Linked DNA regions of Macaca fascicularis: region 1 is linked to region 2. The links are chromatin contacts, called in public Hi-C maps. All regions are on one chromosome and are shown on one strand. Each heading gives the region's core, a stretch centred on a gene start, on an enhancer-like site or on the middle of the called end of the contact. The rest is flanking DNA. Distances are from core to core; before and after follow the strand shown.

Evidence for each region. A called contact is a pair of places that touch in the nucleus more often than the background predicts.
Region 1: a contact with region 2 is called in a Hi-C map of skeletal muscle, with 7 times the contacts expected there. The contact joins the promoter of QKI here to the enhancer-like site in region 2. A contact is called at or near these places in 2 of 2 Hi-C or Micro-C datasets (liver and skeletal muscle).

What each region holds. Positions count from the first base shown.
Region 1 is chr4:7,715,036-7,720,173 of T2T-MFA8v1.1, reverse strand. QKI (QKI, KH domain containing RNA binding) reads left to right here and starts at 3,551. Exons shown (of 8, transcript XM_045390386.3): 1 at 3,551-4,171. The coding sequence starts at 4,030.
Region 2 is chr4:7,160,728-7,165,595 of T2T-MFA8v1.1, reverse strand. No RefSeq gene overlaps it. Among named protein-coding and RNA genes, the nearest start is that of QKI, 550 kb to the left of the region's middle. Within about 2 kb of position 1,980, at least 1 of the 6 cell types and tissues checked has an H3K27ac peak or open chromatin away from gene starts, as enhancers often do.

The DNA of each region.
Region 1 (5,138 bases), core at 2,302-4,801, 550 kb before region 2:
GCTACTTACTACTCCTAAGCATCAGCCCTCTCATCTCTGAAATATGATTCTTCCTGCCTACCTCAAATATTGGCTGTACGGATGAAAATAAACAATGAAGATAAGGGTTTTGCAGAGCTTCTGGTCCATAACAAGTACTTAATATTTCATTTGGACACATATTTAATAAATGCCTACATGTACCATATGCTGACGTAGGTGCTGGAAATCCCTAATAGAAGAAACTCCTATTTCTCATGGGGCTTACAATCTTGCTGCCAGTGGCAAACAAGTTTACCCATAGTTATGTCAGGTGGAAACAAATGGTATGAAAAGAACCCGGGGTAAGCAGATGGAAGAAGGGAGGAGGTGTGTGCGTGCACAAAAGTGCCATTTTACATAGGGTGTTAAGGGACACCTTCTAAAGATAAATAGGAGCAGGGGTCACCGATGCATGGGGAAAAGCTTTCCGAGGAGAGCAAACACCAAGGGCAGAGTCCTGGGGAGGGTAAGCATACTTGGAATGTTTAAGGATCCAGCGAGATTCCACGGGGGTGCAGCCAAGTGGGCTGTGGGAGGACAGGAAGGACATAAGGTCAGCGATGCACCAGGGGCCACACCTGTCGTCTTGCAGGCCTTGGTAAGCTCTTCGGATTTTTTTTCTTTTTTGAGAGAAGAAACCATTGAGGAACTGTCAGTTAGTGAAGTGATCTACATAGATTTGAAAAGGTAACCTGCTGGGCACGGTGGCTCACGCCTGTAATCCCAGCACTTTGGGAGGCTGAGGCGGGCAGATCACTTGAGGTCGGGAGTTCAAGACCAGCTTGAACAACATGGAGAAACCCCTGTCTCTACTAAAAATACAAAATTAGCTAGACGTGGTGACGCATGCCTGTAATCCCAGCTACTAGGAAGGATGGGGCAGGCGAATCGCTTGAACCCGGGAGGCTGAGGTTGCAGTGAGCCGAGATCGCACCATTGCACTCCAGCCTGGGCGACGAGCGAAATTCCGTTTCACCAAAAAAAAAAAAAAAAAAAAAGTAACACACAGTAGCTATTATCTAATACACAGGAAATGAAAATTGCCTATCATTGTTCTTTAATCTGGTTTAAGTGGTTGAGCCTTATGACACTGCCGTTTCTACGGGTCAAAAATGGTGGAATATTGTCATAAAATTCAACCTGACTTAAAGGATAGGGCGAGGAAAAAAAGAAAAAAAACATAAGCTTTACAATAAAATATAATTGTATTATAATCCCAGACACAGGACTCATAAGCTGTATTCTTGCACAAGGCACTTAGCTTCATCTTTCTTGGGTTTCCCCTTATTTGTAAAATTGGGATAACAGTCTAACCTAAGCCCAACTTGTACTGATGATTAAATGAGATATGTATGTAGAACATTCGGCATAGTGCCTAGGAGCTTAAGAAATAAGCAGGCCATTAAGAAGGGGGTTGCATTTTATACTAGCAGCATCAAAACCTTGTGTAACTATTTTTCTAGGTACTGAAACAGCATTCATTACTCAGAGACCAGAGCTTTTTTTCAAGTTACTATTCCCTGCATTTAGAAAGTTCATCTTTAAATAGGCAATTCAGTAAGTAAATATTCTATGGCTCTAAAACAGATACTGCTGTTGGAGAATTTAAAATATCTGAGAGTTACATTTTTAACGTTGTCTACCAAGGCTATTACATTTCCTCTGTCAAAGTAACTTAATTTTACAAACGAACTCTGTGCTTGTTAAATGAAAAGGCCAGAAGCTACTGGCCACTCAGCGTTCGTTTGAAATTCTTGTAGTGCCTTCAGTACAACTCAAACTTAGAGGTGATTCTCAGAATTCGTGTGAAGCAACATTTCACAAAAAAAATCACCTACGTTCACTATTAAGTCAGAAGACAGAATGATTAACAGTAAATTTCAGCCGCGAATTACTCAGTATCAACTGGATATTAAATAACTGCATTATTTTAATGGAATGTTATAAAGGATTTGCAACAAAATGCAGATGCAGATGTAGATTTAGGGACTGTCGACTTCTATAGATCAAGGAGGACTTCATTGTTGCAGCTCAGAACATTCTTCCAAACAAATCTAAATGTTGGAAATCCACCACACTGCAGAGAAAGACCTCTTGCCTCCGTATTCTTTCTTCATCTGTAAAAATGTTGACTTCTGCTTTTCAGACTACGCGCACAGGCTCTTTCCTACTGCGGCTTCATTCCCTCACGGAACACTGATGCCATCGCGAAAGAAGCATTTCGAGCACGACTAACGCTCCCCTTATAATTTGCTAAGCCGCTGCGCTCGGGTCTCGCTACGATTTGCTTTCAGAATAACGAGAAGGTGCAACAAGATCGCTTCCCTGGCGGCGCGTCAACCGCTTGGCCCAGACCCCCCACGCCCGCCCACCGCCCCGTGGGTGCGCACGCGTGTCCGCGCACGCTTCCCCGCCTGGCGAGCGCGAGGCTTCTCTCCGCCGTGCTGCTTTCCAGCCTCTCAGCAAATCACGAACACGGAAGGGAGCCACGGCGGCGACGGGAGGGGCGTCGCGCGTGGTTCCCTCGGCGACAAAGCGGGAGCCCGGCGCGACGGGCGCCCTACCCCGCAGAGGCGGACGCCGCCGCACGCGCCTCAGAAAGCCTCAAACTCCAGTCCTCGGCTCCCCCGCCACACCCCCGCCCCGCAGCCAAGACCCGCGAGGTGGCGGGCCCGACGGCCAGGGCAAGCCCACCAGCCCTCCGCACCGTGGGCGACTGGCCAGCGCCCGGCCCTAAACGGGCAGCCCCAGCCCCTAGGCGGCTGCCGCCCCCAGCCCCGCCCACGCCCCACGCAGGCGCGCTCCGGGCCCCTTCCCTCCCCCACCGCGCGCTCGCGGGGCCCGGCGGGGGCGGAGCGACCCTCGGAAGGGGCGTGGCCACGGGGCACGACGCGCGCACGCGCTCTGGAGCCCCATGGCTACGTGTCGGGCCACGTGATGCCCACCCCGAAAGTCCCCCGTGAAGCAACAGGACGTTAAAAAAAATTTCTTTTCTGCGGGGTGGATGAGAGGTTCTGAAAAAACTATAGTAACGGGAGGCGAGGCGGAGGCAGCGCTGGCGCGTCCCGCTGGAATTCCTCCCGCCTGCCGCGCCAGCCCCAACCGCGCCCGAGCCCCGCGCCCCCCCGCGGCCGTCAGCCCCGCAACCCACACCCACCCGCCCCGGGCGCCCCGCACGGCGGCGACCCAGTCCCTGCGCCCAGGCCCGGGGCCGCCGAGCGCCGCCGCCCGTCACGCTCCCGTCGCCCCCGCCGCCCGCCCCGCCAGGGAGGCAGGGAGGAGGGGGCACGGCGCCGGCTGCTGCCCGGGTCGGGGGGCGTCGGGCAGCGGGAGCGCGCCGGCCGGGCCCCGCTAACGGCCGCCCTGCGCGGCCCCGCCCGCCGCCCGCCCCCGGCCCTCCCCGCGCCTTCGCCCCTCCCCCCCCGCCGCTGCTGCCGCCGCCGCTGGCAGCGCCGCCTGAACTGAGGCGAACTCCGCCGCCAAGTGAGTGAGGAGGAGGAGGAGAAGGAGGAGGAGGAAGAGGAGGAGCGCAGTCAGAGCGCGGCGGCAGCGGCAGCGGCAGAGGCGCCGCGGCGGGGACCAGCCCAGAGAGACCCCCCGAGCCCGCGGCACAGGCGGCGGCGGCGCTGAGCGGGCGCGACCAGCCGAGCGAGCGGCGGCCCCGGCTCCTCCTCGTCCGGCGCCAGCGGCCCGCGCCCTGCGCCCGCACTCGGCCAGCCGAGACCCGCCTCCCGCCCGCCCGCCGGCCTCGTGAGGGACGCGCCGAGCCGGGCGGCCGAGAGCGGCGGCGGCTGGGAGCGCGTCGGGCCCGGGCGGAAAGTGCCTGCGGGGGGCGGGCGAGCGCGCGGTGCCGGCCGCCCCGGGGCTCGGCGCGGGAGCCAGAGCGGGAGCCGGCGCGGAGCGGGACGCCGGGTCCCGAGCGGCCCGCGGCCGGGGCTCGCCCCCGCCCCTCCCTCCTCTCCGGCGGCGGCGGCGGCGGCGGGCGGAGTGAGCTGCGGAGCCTGGAATATGGTCGGGGAAATGGAAACGAAGGAGAAGCCGAAGCCCACCCCAGATTACCTGATGCAGCTGATGAACGACAAGAAGCTCATGAGCAGCCTGCCCAACTTCTGCGGGATCTTCAACCACCTCGAGCGGCTGCTGGACGAAGGTGAGCGTCTCCGGGGCCCCGGCCCCGGCCCGATCCCCGCCGGGGCGGCCCCTTTCCCTGCTTGGGATGGTGGGGAGGGCGGGAAGGTCACGGCCGGGCGGGACCGCGCGCCGGGGGGACTGGGAGGCCAGGAGGGCGCACAAAGGAGGCGCCGGGCCGGGCTTGCGGCGGCGGCGGGCGGGCGGGCGGGCCGGGGTGGACCCGCCGGGGCCGGACGCCCCCTGCCCGGCCCGGGACCCCGCGCCGCTGGCGCCCAAGTTTGTGCGCTGCGGAGGGCTGCGGGGCGAACCCTGCGGCCCCTCTGGCTTTGGCGGTCACATTTCCGAGAGGCCAGCGGGGGCTGCGCGGGCTCGGTGGTCCTCGCCAAGCCCTCCCGAGAGCAGGCCCACGCCGCGCCGCCGGCCTGGAGGACGCGCGTGTCCCCGGCGCGGGCCCCGCTCCTCTCCTCGACCTCCTGAGCTTGCTCTGCGCGGACCCCCGCTGCCCCGCGTTCGGGAGCTCTCTCCCTCCCATGAGGACTAAAGCGGGGTTTCGTGCTTGGGGAGTTGGTGCAGCTGGTAAATACTAAGTGGAAGTCAGAGTGGGGCTCGTTAGTTTAAAGAAATTCCATAGGAGACCGAAATTATGCTGGCGTAGCCGACAAGGAGGACGAAGTGACGGCGAAAAGCACTTTTTTCCCTTTTGTTTGGGGAAGCGAGAACTGTTAGGGAGTTGAACTTCACTTTTCGGGGGTGGGGGGGGGGGTGGAGTGCGAAATAACGCGATGACAGATCGGAGCGCAGCCTGAGTTAGGAAGAACTTGGGCGGAGGGTTTGCTCCCGGAGACGCAGCCGCCCGAGTTTGTAGGACAGGGAATCGAGACGTTTGGAAAGGGCGAAATAAAATTGAGCCGAAGTTTTCAAAAAGCTTTATGGAGCGCTGTGGGGAGCGAAGAATGACAAGAAGATTAATGTTGACCAACTCTGGA
Region 2 (4,868 bases), core at 731-3,230:
AATAATGACATATTGTATGTTTCTAAATTGCTAAGGGAGTACATTTCAAATGTCCCACCACGGACAATAAGAGAGGTGGTAGATATGTTAATAAGTTTGATTTAATCACTCGACATTATATACTAGACCCAAACATCACATTGAACCCTGTGAATACATATAATTATTATTTGTCAATTAAAATAATAGTTTTCCAAAGCTGCTCTTGCAGGTGGATTTTTAGTGTGCTTTGAAGGCCAGTTGGGTGGAGCCTGGTTTGTGAACCCTGCAGGGGCACCCAGCTGGGGGCCAATGAGAACTTGCTGAAGGGTTTCAGAGCTGCCTGCACGGCAGACGGAACACAGACAGGGATGGACTAAGCCACCTGTGGGTGCCGGGGCTGTCACTGAGCTTCCCTGGGTGCCACAGTCTTCCTCATGTGCTGGGGACGCTCTTCCCTGCTGGGCTTGGCTGCAGGGACCTTGAGTCTCCCCATGGGTGAAGCCCCGTCTCACCAGGGCAGGGGTTAGGAGACTCCCAGGAAGCGCACACTTTCCTGTACCAATGTAGCACTGCAGGTCCCCCCAGTACAGACCTGCCGCGTCTCATGGATACCCTACCTCGGACATCCGGACGGGCTGTGTGAGCTGGGGAGGGTCAAGCAGGTCAATTAAAATAAGTTGCAGGGATGTCCTCACAGTCCCCTCGACCTGGATTGTTGTTTTGTCCTAAGAGCATCTGGGGCCTAGATACCAGTGTGGCCCCTCCCTACCACTCCAGCTTTATTAGGGGACAAGGAGGCAAGAAAGGCACACAGGGTCTCAGTTGGTCTCTTAAGCGTGGAGGAACATCGCTGCTTATTTTGCAGAAAATCATTCTCCAGAATTAGTCCGAAAGAATTCACTACGGTTTGTAGCAGGCCATGTCAACGAATGCTATCATCGTAGTGAGGAGAAAAGAGAGTAACCAGGGCTCCTTCCTGCCCTGGGTTGAGATTTGGGAGTCAGCAGCGTCACGATCGTAGAACGTTTATTCCCGGTGACAGTGTCAGAACCAGAAAGAAAACAGCTGGATTTCCAGGTTCCAGGTTGAGCCCGCCAGGCTGCCAGGCGACTCTATTGCTTTCTCAACGAAGCAAATTCGATCCCAAAGTCACTGAGAAACAATCGACTCCTTTTATGTCACTTTTAATATATGGTCCTCTAATAATTCTGACATCATCTGTTTCTCTCATTTCTAGATTTTCAGACTGTACTTCGATCTGGGGCCATTAAATATGTGGGACCTTTCTAAGAAACCTTTTTAAAATTAACTACAGTGTGGGGTGTGTGTTCCCCACAATGCACTGTACGACCTTAAGACTTGATGTTGCTGGAGGGGAAGCGTTTGTGTTTTGTGAAAACTGAAACAGCCGTGAGGGTTAATGTTTTTCTTGATCCAAATCGAGGCTTCTCTTCAGAAGTCTCTATATCATCTCAGAAAACTTTTTACGACTGACCTCAAGGCATCCAAATTATTTTCAATGGAAAGGGCATCCAAGATTTAAAAATACGCTCTAGGCCTGGAAGGACCCTGGAGCCCAGACTGGAAGGGTGGGGTGGTTGAGTGCTGCTGCTGGAAGCTCTCGTAAAAGGGGTGAATGAAGTAAACATCATTAGAATTGCTGGGTGCCAGAGGCGCCTGTGTGACGTGTCTGGTTGGCTTCACTGAGACACACAACTGATTAGATATTAAAGTCAGGTGCTAAGAAACCAAGGTCATGCCATACTGCCTTTTTTCTTTCAAACAAATGTGCCCAGATAAGTTAAGTAGTGGGTGATACCCCTAGACAGATAAGGTGGCAATTTTTAACAATCTTAAAATATTGTGACAGCAAGGAAGGTCGTGATAAGATCAAAGCGTTTGGAATTATGTTAACGGGTGCTGGGATTTCTTTCGCCCTCCCCCTCCCTGAGCCTCCCCTGTCCTGCCACGTCTGCTTACAATCACACACGCACAAACACCACATACACGGGGCGTGGCGTGTTCCAGAACCTGCTGGGATACCGCTAGGCTTTGGAATATGAATGCAGGAAGTGCTAGTGATTTTTTTTTTTTTTTTCCTGTGTTCAGAGCAGGTTGATTTATGGCCTGGATTACTGGAAATAGTAATTCTTTGCTCTTTATGATGTTTTGGTGGGGGGTGCAGTAGCCTGCAGTCAGAACAGCATGATTTCAACTAGGTTTTTACAAAAAGGTCTGTGCAGAAAGGGTGGCCATGAATTGATCAGCTTCTGGAACAGAGCAGTTAATAAGACACCAGCACATTAATCATGTGACGGCTATTGGGCTTAGCAGGGACAGGCACTGGCTTTTAAAAACAGCAATTTAGGTGACTACTGTGTTGAAAGAGGTTGGCTGAACACACTGTTTTTAACCCACAGTTAACAGTTAAATCGTGTTGGTGATTTTTACATACACCCTTTCGTGTGTCTGGAATTTTTAATAACCCGAATACAATAATCTCTTCTATTACCTTTTATCCTATGTCAATTTCCAGAGCTACAAATGTAATGAGGAGTAATCCAGTTATCTGCTAATTCTGGACAAACTGTCAAGAATTATTGTCAAATTATCTGGACAATGCATAAACTCTTCCACGTTATTGGGTAGCCCTGGCAACTCCATAACAAGTGTTTTGGGGTGGGGGGCAGCCACGAAACCAAATCCACCATTCACTAATGAAATAAATGACTCTCCTTGGCTGAGTTGAAGAAGTTTGTCCTATGTAGAAACTGAAATCTAGAAATAGATTAGATTTTCTGTTCTTTGGACCAATAAAAATTCATAGTATAAAACTTAAGACATAAAATAACAGTGATTTCATGTATCTGTCAGTAGAAAACCACAGTTATCATTTTGTAAGAAACAAAAACACTACATTTTCAAATCCAACAGTGATTCACTTTTGTTTCCACTCATTTGTTGCATTTTATTAGTGAAATGAAATATAAAGGAAGCTGCATTTATCGGGCAATTACAATCTACAAGAGGCTATGAAAATGCAGTGGGAATAAACCACATCTTTTGTTCTGAACGAGAGAAAAGTGTGATAATTAATTAGTGAAAAGAGTCAGTGTTTTGAGGGTATTAAAATCATGGCTGCTAAAACCAGACCTGTCTAGATTCAAATTTTGTTTCCAAATCTCACTAGCTCTTTAATCTTAGGCGAGTTATTTTCCAATCTTTCTGTGCCTCAATTTCCTTGTTAAAATGCATATATTCAGAGACTGTAATTCATGGGATTTTCATGAGGATTAAGAGGGATTATGACACAATGAATTCACTAAAAAAAGCAATGTATTTTATAGAGTGACCTCTCGGGAAGTAAGTTTTGGCATATCCACAGTATAGATTATGATGCATTAATTTAAAATGATGGCATAGTTGTAGATTTAGAGACAAAGAAAATGGTAATATATTGTTAAGGAGAAAAGGCTGTAAAAGTTTTATAAATGTTTTATGCATTTGTGCAAATTACTAACAAAATATGGTTCTAAGAGGAGTTATAAAACAATACATGTTTTAATTGTCTCTCTGATTGGCACAGGTGCAAAAATAAAGTTCATACTCACTGTAGGCCATGGGTGAGTATTAGACGCACTCCTGCATTGTTGCTGGAAGAGTAAATTAGTGCATCCTTTCGGGAGAGTAACTACATATATCTAGCAAATGTTTTTCTATTTGGCCTATCAATTCTCCTTCTTCAAATTAATCATTGATAGGTGGAAAGATTTATCTGTGCGATAGAATATATATTGCAATAAACGTATATTATAGGTACATGCAATAACATAGAAAATCTCAAAATCATAAAATTTGGTGAGAGAAGCCCAGCAAAAGAATGCATGTTCCATAATAAAAATGACTGAATAATTTCATAAAGTTCAAAAACAGTCAAAATTAAAGTATTGGAAATCAGGAGAGTAGTTATCTTTGCAGGGGTGAGAGGAGATATTGATGGAGAAAGGGCCAAAGGAGTATCTGGAACCTGGTAACTTTCGATTTCCTGATCTAAGTACAGTAGTGCTTACACAGGGGTGCTAACTCAGTACTAATTCCTTGAGCTGTGATAAGATGTTCGCACAGTCCGTATTCTGTGTACATTGCTACGTTGTTTATATGAAAAGAGAACTGCTAATCACTGTGGTCTGCCTCAGTAAACTTTTATATCCATATTTTTATTAGCAAGCATTAAATTATTAAAGTTATCAACCTGAAAATTTCTAAGTTTACTACTTTTAAATTTATCCATATGGAAAATCCCAATGATACAGTCAGAAGAAAACAGGGTATGTGGTAATATATATGATCTCACTGTATTATAAAAATAACAAGCTACTTATATTTCTCTGTAGACATAGGCACCAACAAACTCTAGACATCTATAAAACAGAGATTGTTGGCCAGGCGCAGTGGCTCATGCCTGTAATCCCAGCACTTTGGGAGGCCGAGGTGGGTGGATTGCCTGAGGTCAGGAGTTTGAGACCAGTCTGGCCAAGATGGTGAAATCCTGTCTATACTAAAAATACAAAAAAATTAGCGGGGCATGGTGGCATGCACCTGTAATCCCAGCTACTCGGGAGGCTGAGGCAGGGGAATTGCTTGAACCAAGGAGGTGAAGGTGGCAGTGAGCTGAGATTGTGCCAGTGTACTCCAGTGAGCGAGACTCCATCTCCAAAACAAAAATACAAAAAAAAAAAAAAAAAAAACCCAGAAGTTTTCTTCAGATAATAGAAGTATAGATTTTAAAAAATTGTGTAATATTATCTGAATGTTTTGCAAAGATCACAACGCTGCCCTTCTGTAGATGACGGCAGCCACCTTTGTAATTCTTCCGTGTGCTACCC